Linked DNA regions of Ovis aries: region 2 is linked to region 1. A link is a contact called in public Hi-C data. All regions are on one chromosome and are shown on one strand. The core of a region is the stretch at or near the end of the contact, and the rest is flanking DNA. Distances in the headings are between cores, read along the strand shown. Region 1 overlaps F3 (coagulation factor III, tissue factor). Region 2 overlaps ALG14 (ALG14 UDP-N-acetylglucosaminyltransferase subunit).

Region 1 (5,568 bases), core at 1,837-4,336:
ACACAAGTGACTGGAGCATACAGACCCTGAGGCTCAAAGAAAGTTCTTATCTGACCTCTTGCGATTAGCATCTTGGTTTCAACACCAGCATTAAGACACTTTGGAATGTAATGAGCGGTACAACCAACTCCAAGTTTTTAAAATTGCTGTTTTAACACTAAGGCACCTTTTGCACATATCATGGTTTCATACTGTATATTTTCTACATTCAAGTTGAAGCCAGATTATCTAAGGAAAGACAAATGAACAAATGCCTTAAAAATTCCTGCATGGACTTTTGGAGAACTTTTGAGAGGCTGACATCAAACCATGTGGGCAAGTAAGGTGAAACTGGGTGGACTTTATAACGTCTGTCTTTTTGTAATATGGTGTTTAAGGTCTTTTTTTTTTTTTTTTTTTTTGAGTGCTTTCGGAGGTTTGAACAATTAGCAAACATTTATATGAATGTGTTAAAAGCAGAAGACTTGTATTTGGGGCACATTCTTAATATGCATTACAGTTTAGCACTTTAACTGACAAATGCTGTTGATGAAACACTTGACAGCTAACTATGTTTTTATAAGACTACTCTACCAACAAATTATATAGAGTTTAAGATTTAAGGTACTTCAAACTTTATGGTCCACATTGTATGTATTTATATAATTTGAAAAGAGGTTTTATATATGGGGATTTTCTATTTATAGAGGTAATATTTTTCTGTTTGTATATTTTGAGATAATTTATTTAATATACTTTTATATAAATAAAGGTGATTGGGAAATGTGACTAGTACATGTTCCAGTTATTATTTATGGTTTGGCCTTTGTGTTGGTTGATTCTACAGTAGCAAGTGACCCTGAAATTTTTAATGGCTTATGACAATGGTATCTTTATGTTACACTTATGGCTTGGAGGCTGTGGGCTGACTGCAGCTCTTCTTAATGTCTTCTCATTCATTCTAGGACCCAAATCTAAAGGTGAAACCCCTCTTAGGATCAGGACAGTGAAATGAATGTGGCTTAGTCGTGTCCGACTCTTTGCGACCCCATGGACTATGCAGTCCATGGAATTCTCCAGGCCAGAATACTAGAGTGGGTGGCCGTTTCCTTCTCATAGAGGGCAAAGGAAAAACAGGTAGAACAGGCAGCCATGTCTTCAGGCTTTAAGCTGCCTCCTAGGGCTTCCCAGGTGGTGCTAGTGGTAAAGAGCCCACCTACCAACACAGGAGACTTAAGCTGCCTCCTAAAACTTCTGCTCCAGAGTAGCAATATGTCACTTCTGCTTACGTACCATTGGCCCAGGCAGGACATATGACAAAGCCTGACATGACCCTGTGGGAGGCACCACAGGTCACACGGCAATGGGCAGGGATGCATAGTTTCCAGGGAAGGGAGGAAATTGCCTGCCATCTACCACCGACTTATCGGGAGAGAGTTCTTCCCATGGGCGTTAGTTTGAGTTGCACATGAAGGTTGGAGAGGAGAACAGAAGAAAAATTTTTTGGATTGTTCAAAGAAAACTGGATAAAAGGACAATGTAAGATAGGAAGAGAGGGAAGTGGAGTGGAGTTTCTAGAATTAATTAAAAGCAAACTAGATTGAGGGGCATCCCAGGTGGCGCAGTTGGTAAAGAACTCCCCTGCCAGTGCAGGAGACACGGGAGACATGGTTTCGATCCTGAGTTGGGAAGATCCCCTGAAGCAGAAAATGGCAACCCACTCCATTATTCTTGCCTGGAAGATTCCATGGACAGAGGAGCCTGGGGGCTACAGTCCATGGGGTCACAAAGAGTCAGACATGACTGAGCACGCGCGCATACACACAGTTGAGAGCCCTTTGTGACGTCAAGGGCTGCTCCTTGACAGTGGCCTTGCCAATGGGCCACTGACTTCACTACCTCTGTCTGGAATGTAGAAAATGAGTCCTCCATTCAAATGCAAATATAATCTAACAGATTGAAAGAGGATTCTAAATAGAGATGAAAATGAGACTCCTGACACACCGTTGAGCCACAGTCTTGTTTGCTTCCTGCACAGCGTGGGGGATGGGGGGGGAGAAGGGGGAGGGCGGGGAGGAGCGGAAGGGGGGGGGGGGTGGGGGAGGGTGGGGGGAGTGGGGCTGGGGGAGGGTGGGGAGGAGCAGGAGGGGGGTGGGGGTGGGGGAGGGTGGGGGGAGTGGGGGATGGGGGTGGGGGAGGGGGAGGGTGTGGGGGTGGGGGGATGGGGGTGTGGGAGGGGCGGGTGGGGGTAGCGCTGCCTAGGTAAGGTCTCAGAGGGCACCCCCACCTGCACAGGGTCCCACAGAGGAGACCCTCGGCAAACACCCAGCTCCCTGCCCACCTGTTCACGAATTTTAAGTGCATTTTGTTCCTTTGCTCTAAAGAACTCTAAGCATTGTCAGTAAAATTCTAAACATGAAATGCTAGATAGAACACCATATTCTAAGGAAGCACAGGCCAAACAAACCTTTCATGTCTTCATAAAGATGGCAGCCTGAAAGAAAGGGGGAAAAAAGGTAGATATTTTGGAGAAAGTAAGGGAAGTGGACCAGTGGTTGGTTTATTGGGCCGGTTGGGTTGGGTTGTTTGCCATAGTCAGTCTGTGTCAGTGCCAGAGTGGCATTCACACCAGAGGAGGGTGTGCATTTGCAGCAGAGAGGGGTTGGCATGGAGGCATGTCCTGAAAGAAGTGTGCGCTGGCTGTTATCTTGAATTCCTGCTCCCATGGGGCTAACTGGGGCAAAGAGCTTAGTGCACGAGGGTAGAACAAGCTCCCAGAGACGGCATCTGGCTGCTCTCTCCCTGCCAGGAATTAGTACCGCGTTATGCAATCCCGTGGCCTCATAATCTAAGGAATGTGAATGGTCCCACTAAAGAAAGCACTGGGAGACTGAAAGCTGGTCTGGGTAGGAATGAGGTGTCTGGCTGTTCACAGGGAAGGAATTCATTATAGATCCAAACAGGGCTACAGTGCAATGACTGGGACGCTTCAACACTGCAAATTCTAACCACGACTCAGGTTTCCACACCCGTCCTCATTGCTGAGACTAAAGAGCTACTCTGAACATCACCAACATCGTAGTTAGTGCTGGGGCAGAATAAACTTTTGACTGTTCTCCAGGATTTGCTGCCCTCTAGTGGGCCAAATCATACTTTGTTATTTATTCTGGCCCCTTAAAGTGTCCCGAAAAGCTAACTGCTAGTAAACTAAACGTTCGTGCTTTGAAGACAGGTTTTTACGATCTTAAATCATTAACCAAGTTTGACTTACATATAAGAGACTAATATTTGTGAAATCCAAAGATATTTTACCTTAGTTACAGCTGAGAGCCAGTAACCTAAGGACTTGTCTCAAATAAACAAAGGAAACAATTCAACCACATAGTAAATAAACTTATTTCCAAATGTAGTTTTCACCTGTTCTAAGACGTGTGTATTTAGCATGTGTGATTTTCCTCCAGTAGTTACCTGAGAAGCATTGTGACTTTCATTCATACCACACGCATTCAGTGGACGCTAGTTCTTTCTCACACCCCTGCTTTTCAGCTGCAGACAGAGGTGATTCTGGCTTTGCCATTCAGCCCATTACTTCCTCGTGTCTGCAGAAATTGGCACATGTGCTAACCTGTTCTAGGAAGGGTGACTCTCGGGGCTCTTTCTGGGAATGTCAGGATGCTCTCTCTCTTGCTGAACATAATGAAGAAATGTGTTAGCCACAGTGTTAGCTTAATCCAATGGTCCTCAAAGTGTGGTCCCTATCGCACGTGATGGAATAAGAGTGAGCATCATTTGAGAACTTATTAGAGAAGTAAATTCATAACCCTGACCTCAGACTTACTGACTTAGAAATCTATATTTTAACAAGAAGTCTTTCAAGTGATCTAATGCTCAGTAAAGTTTCAGAACCATTGGCTTAATCTCTAATTTACTGCCATGAGAGACTAGGAATAGTTCTGTTCTCAAACGGGACATTTCTGAGCCGAGAGAGGTCCGAACTCAGTCTGCTGTGAAGCCTAAATCAAAGGAAGAATACACAGAGCCTAGATAAGATCCTCGGTCTGCAGCTGCTGCACTGGAAGGTCTATCACACATGGTCTGTTGGGACTTTTCCTGTTGCAAGGTGCCAAAACTCAGGAGAACTTAAGCAAAATTGGGAAGCCTATTCTCTCTTTTTGTCAAGTGAGCTAATTGCTCGAAAGTTCTTCAATACTTTTTAGCTTAAATTCCATGATTATGTGTTATTAGATACAACACAAATAATTACCAACTGAAAGATAACAGTACCTCTGGCAGAAATGGAAATACTTTATAACAATCCAGGAGTTTTGTAACAGAAATTGCAATCCACCTTGAACACACGATATCCAACAAACATTCAGAACGGGGTTCTAAAAAAGCTTTAAGAAAGGTTTTTGACATAATGCAGCCTGAATTTCAAAAATCACTGGAAATCTATGCTCCATCTGCGAAGCAACATGTCTTTTCTAAGTTTATAAGGTCAGAGAACAAGAAACTTTCAGAGGGGCAGGAAGATGCTTTTCCTTTGCATAACAGCGTCTGGGTGGGAAGTACCCTTTAAGACCAAGATTGTGGCGCCATCTTCGGTTGCTGAGAAAGATTGCAACTTGACTAGAATTCATCAACTGGGCTTCCCTGGTGACTTAAACTGGTAAAGTGTCTGCCTGCAATGTGGGAGACATGGGTTCAATCCCTAGGATGGGAAGATCCCCTGGAGAAGGGAACAGCTACCCACTCCAGTATTCTGGCCTGGAGAATTCCATGGACTGTATAGTCCATGGGGTCGCAAAGAATCAGATACGACTGAGCGACTTTCACACATACACAGTAAATAAAACCCAGAACACCCATAAATGATTAAGAATGAAGGAACATGGGGGTTGGAGTGGTCAGAATCACTGGACCAGAGAACCTTCTCCAAGGTGCTACAAGTCTACCTGTGATGGTCTCTTTAGTCCAAAGCTGGAGAGCTCCACTCCAGAATCTGCTTGCAATACAAAGTGTGGCCTTGGGACATCATTTGAGAGGTAGTTAGAGATGGAAATTTTCGGATCCTACCCCCGTCCTACTAGCATCTGCATTTTCCAGGCACTTTGTATGCACACTGAAGTCTGGGAAGCTCTGCGCTTTCCCCAGTCATTTAGCCCACTCTTCTGATTTCACAAAGGCAGGTAAGGTGGAGAAAGGAGAGAGACACTTCAGCAATGGATAGAAGTGCACAGCCCTGACAAGAAGATGCCATTTAGTAACCTTAAATATCAGCAAGTTATTAATCCATGCCAAAACTAAAAGCAGAGACATGATCATACTCAAATACTACACATTTCACTAGGATAGTATTTTGAGGACCTCTGCTTTAATTGACAAGTTTCTGAACACCAAAAGCTTTCCTGCCTCGATTTCTCAGATTCATGTGCCCTGCTTCTACCTACCCGGCCTCCAAGACTGTGGATAATAATTCCTGATCTCTCAGGTGCCTTCCTCTCCCAGATGCCCAGGGTACTCTTCCTACCTCCTTCCCGCACTCTCACAGGTCTTTCTTCCCACCCGTAATGTTGTACAGAATAGATA
Region 2 (5,568 bases), core at 892-3,391, 530 kb before region 1:
CCGCCTCTTGCCCTCTCCAGTCCTTCGCCTTAGTGTTATGAGTATCCATTAGGCCTTCAGCATCATTCTCCTGGTATATTTCAGTTTCTCCCAAATGCTTCCCCTTCTCTGGTTGAGAACCCTCAGCAGGGCCCCTCTATCCACTCTCTTCATACTCTCCTTTTTAGCATCTTCAGTATCTCCGCTTTGCCTTTAGATTTGAGCACATACTCTTTAGCATGGCTTTGGGGGCCTACTTCTCAAGCTCCATTTGCTGCTGCTCTCTGCTCTTTACATGCCAAAATCTAGTTCCCCAGGTATTCCATGCCACTCCATGCCTCCCTGCTGTGAACATGCCAGAAGAACCTCTTTCCCCCTCTGCTAGACATGGTAAATCTCATATTCTTCCAAGTTAGATAAAACAGCTCATCCTTAAAGCTTGACTTAGTTTTCAAAGTATTAATTCATCATTTCTTACTTGGTGCTAACATTATTTTTATTAATTTTGTCTCTTATTGTATCAGTCTCTCTGATTGCAATTATTAGTTGTCCTGTGTCACTCTCCCAGTTGGCAGTGAGTTCCTTATAAATATTTTACTTACCCCTGTGCTCCCAGCCCAGTTCTGTCACCTAGTAGGTGCTCTTGGGAGTTTATCTGAGCTTACAATGAAGAGTCCAGCTCTGATAGCCAGTGTTGTAAATGACTGCTTCATCTATGATTTGAATATATTTTCCTTTTTAAACAGAAGAAAACAGTCTTTAAATTCATACCATTTTAAAGCTAAAAGGAAGGGTGTTTCAACTGCAAGTGCCCTAAAACAAAACTCAAAACTGGCTCGAACAATAAAGAGAATGTGTTGACTTACGACATGGGAAAAATTCAGTCTTGTTTCTGGCAAGACTTGGTCCAGCTGCCCAGGGAGGTCACCAAAGATAGCGGCGTGTCTCTGCTCCATCCTCCGCAGAGTCATCACCGCCATGGGGCCCCCCAGTGCTGCCTCCAGCAGCCCCTGACTCTCCCTCCAGGGGAGCAAAGAGCATTAGCACCTCCTGGCTTCATGTCTTTGCCCTAACTGTCTAAGGAAGAAGAAGGTCTCTTATAGGATGTAGGAGAGGGAGAGATAAAGCATCTTTTCCCAAAAATCCATGCTAACATCTGCTGCCTAATGATCTCCAGCTGGGTCATGTTCCCATCTTTCAGCTCATCATCACAGCCAGAGGTGAGCGTTGTTCCCTGGTGCTAAAGCTATTCCAGGTCTACTCTTGGAGCTACAGGTTGGGGGTTAAGGAGACGGGCTAAAATCCCACCAAAAGCATCTGACTGCGAATGTGAGCAAGAGTGTGTTACCCAAAGGAAAAATCGGATTATTGCTGGCAAAAGAAAGAGTTAATAAAAGTCTGGAAAAGGACAACTAATGTTCATTATGAAGGACTTTAGAAATCTTTTGGGCCAGACTCCCATAATTGTTTCAAGAACAAACTTCTTTTTTATTTCCCTGGAGCCTGAGACCTCCACGTAAGAAAAGAGCTTCTCAAGGTGAAGTGAGGAGTGGCTGCAAGTCGTGAGGCAGGGCTGGAGCAGCAGCCTTGTCTTCTTTGACGAGTCAAGCTTGAGAACCAGTTGTGGGATCGTAATGGGTTAAGGATCCCTGATCTCAGCCAGGCCTCCTTGCTTTCCAGTGAGAGACCTGAGGTCCAGAGAGGCTAAATCACCCGGGTTTCAGAGCTGATTATCTGAGCGGAACCTGGCTTGGAACCCACAGCTCATTCATCCTAAGTCACTTCACGGTGCATCATCATCATCTGCCGTGAAGTGAGCAGCTACCAAGTTCTGGAAGGACATGCATATAAAACCTTTTTTTTTTTTTTTTTTGGTAAATTATGGTCATCTTGATTTCAGAATAGTTGGGTGAATCATCCAACATACTTTTACTGTATATTATACTTTTCATTATTAAAAAGAGCAGTTATGAAAGAAAGCTGAAACCATTTTTGGTTGAATAGAATTTTACCATTTTCATTTTGTCTTGTTTCCAAGATTCTGCACTAGTGTGGCATTCCCTAAATAATAAATGTATTGTACGTTTCAGTGTGTGGTAGCAGCAAAGAATGACTTCATAGACCACTTGACCTGCTCTGTTGTGGTTTATGATGCCATCTGGATTCCTTGGTGGAATTATTTCCATCTAAATCACTATAAACTCCTATTTAGCTTGTCACAAATCTAAAGCCAGATATGTTTGTGGTTTTTAGTAGTGATGTAATTCTGAAAGACACTTTGAAAGTTACAAGTTGTCGTATACCCTTAGCATTTCACTTAGGGTTCCATATAATTCCAGACAAACTAGAAGCTTGAAAAAAAAATCTATTACTCTTTTTTTTTTTTTTAACTCTTAACCATTCTGCCTTTGCTGTGGCTTTGGTTATACATCAATCAAGTATGTGTGGGGAACACTGGGAGGCTCTGTGGGCTACACAGTAATGTAAGCCTGGTCCCTGCCACTTCTTAATGAGAAAGCTTATATAGATAGATGGAAAGGATGTCTCTAACTATATGGTGAAGAGAGAATAAGAGAGAGCCTCTCTTTGTCTTTGATATCACTGCCAGTTGTGAGAAAGAAACTGGATCACATTGCAAGATAGACACATACTGCAGGGTGGCCATGTTGACCTGCACAGAGAGAAAGGACTCAACTACAACATACTTTCTAGGAGTGTGTGACCTAGTTGGCTGCCAGGTAGGAGCAACAGCAAAACGGCAGAACCTGCCAACAGGGACTCGGGGTCTAATATTCAACAGAAAAGTCTGAAGATTTCTAAGGCCCTGCGTTTTTGTCCTGAATTTTCCCCAGAAAGGCTTGGGGGCAGAGGAGGGAGTCACTGGTAACAGTGGTAGGTGGGGGAGGGGTGCCAAACCGACAGTGCAGAGCGGAGCACGAACCCACAGAGAGGAGGGAAGCACAGAGACGAGCAAGGAGGCCAGGAGAGCAGTTCCCAGAGAGCTGCAGCACACTCCGGGCAGGCTGAGGACGCACGGGGCAGGCGGGTTGCCGCGCGGAGTCCAGGGTGGCAGGCTGGGGACGCACGGGGCAGGCGGCTTGCCGCGCAGAGCAAGAAGAGAAAATGGGTCAGGATGGGTAGCTGGCTGTCTCAGAAACAGACAGGAGGCCGGGAAGCACAGCTCCAGGCTGATTCAACTAGCTGTGTGTTGGGGAGTCAGGCTTCTTAGCAGGAAGGCTTAGGGCCTCAAGGCTGGGGTTCCAGTCCTGGCTCTACCACTTGCTGGCTCTGTCCCCCGGGAAAGTGGACTCCTCATCTGTGAAATGAGGAGATGGGGTTAATTGGTGCTTTATGAGATAAAGAACCATTATCCTCTGCAGCAGAGACCACAGGTTGGGACTTCTAGAAATGGTAGTGACACTTGTTTATCTACTCAGTGGTGGAGAGCATGTGTGACTCATGAAGCACCGTGCTGTGTGCCAGCATCACAGAATCCTGTCCTTTCCTTGGCATTCTTGCCCTGGAGAATGAGGCTGGGAGCAAACCATCACGAACAAGTTAATTTGCGTTACCGAGAACTGCTGTGAAGATGGTAAAAGAAGGCAGTGTGGTCGGGGAGGGGCTGATGGAGGAGAACTGAATCCTCTCTGAGGAGAGAACATTAGAGAGAAACCTGACTTGCAGGAAGGAGCTTCCTAGGAGACAGTCCAGGGCTAAGGCAGACCGCTCAGAAGAAGCAGCAAAGGCCCTCAGGAAGGAATGAGTCTGACACATTCAAACAGCAGAAAGGAGACCGGTGTGGTTAGGGTGAGCAGGGGGCTGTTGGGGAGGTAAGCCGGCACCAGACTACATGGGACCTTGGAGGCAGTGGTAAGAAAGTTGGATCTCATCCCAAGTGCAGCGGTAAGCCTTTGGAGGGCTTTAAGCAGGAGAATGAAAGGAAAGCCTTGCTGTACATTATGGAAAGATCGCTCTGGAGATTCTGTGAAGGATAAAATGAAGGAGAGCAAGAGGAGAAGCAGAGATGAATTAAGAGGGAATTGTAATAGTGAGAGGTGGTGATGGCTTGGATGAAAGTGGCAAGGATGTAGGGAAGAAGTGGGTAGACAGGAATGTGTGTAGAGGTTTGGGAAGAAGGAAATGGGGACAGTACCCCCCACCAGCCCTCGTCTCTGCTAGTGCCGACATAGATCTTCATGTCTATTCAGGAAATCTGCTTATGACAGAGTCTCCTGTTCATTTGTCAATTTCTGGTTTGGGAGTGCAGGAGTAAGTATCCTGTTTTGGTAGCAAATATAATAGTTGAGTTTCAAGATGTTATAGAAAAGCCTAGTAAACAGAGGAACACCAAAGCAAGTATATATTTCTTGCCCTAGCAGAATGGATTGAGGGCCAGGTTAGCAGTCCACAGCATTTCTCAAAGGAAGAACTTCCCCTGGGTCTCTGTAAGAATCCAGGAAAAAGCTGACTCTACTTGGGTCATGTGAAGTGAAGTGAAGTGAAGTTGCTCAGTCGTGTCCGACTCTTTGTGACCCCATGGACTGTAGCCTACCAGGCTCCTCAGTCCATGGGATTTTCCAGGCAAGAGTACTAGAGTAGGGTGCCATTGCTTGGGTCATGTGGCCACTCCCAAATCAAATGTTAGGTCCGGGGATGTGGCTCAGTGGGTAAAATGATGGGTGAAGCATCCTTTGTGTCCTGCATCCTATTAATAAGACATAAAAAGAAGGGTCAGGGACAGTTTCTTCAAGGCAAAGGTACAGACAAACAAAAACAGTATGCCTATAAAGATGCCTTCACTTGAATTGCTCCAGATGCCACAACTCCTCAGAATGCCTGGTCATAGCCAAGCCTAAATTATAGCTCTCTGAAATTATTCCATTCCTTTGTCTTCAAAGGAACTTTTGTGAAGCCCAAAATATAAGCATTCTGTCAATCAGTTTTCCTCATTCACTTCTTTATATGTTTGATTATCTTCTGAAACTCTATAAAGTAATAAAAATTCTCTTTAAGATTTTGTCCTGGCCTGGTTCTCAGTATTTCTTCTAGGTGACGTGGGACGTCAGACACCCCAGCACCAACTTCTGTGTATCAGGCGTGGGTAACTTGAGGGCCCTGTCCATATCCAGGTGGCCTCAGGCTTCCATCCACTGGACTGTACGCCTGCACATAGGTTAGTACAGACCCAGTGGACATAGAATTCTTCAAACTCTTTCAGATACACAGTGGAAGGCTCTCCTTTAACCTCACTCCCTTTCCCTTTGTGCTCATACCTCAAGCATCAGATCACTCCTCTCTCATGGACCTATTTTCTGGGGAGAGGATCCACAAGAGCTGAGAAGTTCCTCGAGGCCCTTGTGAATGGTCGGTTTCACAGAGAGAAGTCTAGGCTGTGTACCCAGGTCTCGTTAATTTGTTGTTGGTTCCTTCTCATCTTCCTTAAGGTTTCGTGCCTCTTGACTCTGGCTGTTTGTGAACTCTCAGTCCTGAGCTGTGCTTGGGCATTTTCCCTCTAGCCCCAGGAATTCCCATTTATTGAGTAGATTATACAAATAAGGCCCATGGAAGCACTCTGAAATTACCTCCTTT

The links. A called contact is a pair of places that touch in the nucleus more often than the background predicts.
Region 2: a Hi-C map of skin fibroblasts shows a contact between it and region 1, with 4 times the contacts expected there. The contact joins two enhancer-like sites. A contact is called at or near these places in 6 of 16 Hi-C or Micro-C datasets (blood, hypothalamus, liver and 2 more).

Annotation. Positions count from the first base shown.
Region 1 is chr1:71,630,164-71,635,731 of ARS-UI_Ramb_v3.0, reverse strand. F3 (coagulation factor III, tissue factor) reads left to right here. Exons shown (of 6, transcript XM_027972225.3): 6 at 1-768. Among named protein-coding and RNA genes, the nearest start is that of F3, 13 kb to the left of the region's middle. Within about 2 kb of position 3,086, at least 22 of the 54 cell types and tissues checked have an H3K27ac peak or open chromatin away from gene starts, as enhancers often do.
Region 2 is chr1:72,158,749-72,164,316 of ARS-UI_Ramb_v3.0, reverse strand. All of the region lies in intron 2 of ALG14 (ALG14 UDP-N-acetylglucosaminyltransferase subunit), which reads left to right. All of the region lies in intron 2 of LOC121819814 (a long non-coding RNA gene), which reads right to left. Among named protein-coding and RNA genes, the nearest start is that of ALG14, 30 kb to the left of the region's middle. Within about 2 kb of position 2,141, at least 2 of the 54 cell types and tissues checked have an H3K27ac peak or open chromatin away from gene starts, as enhancers often do.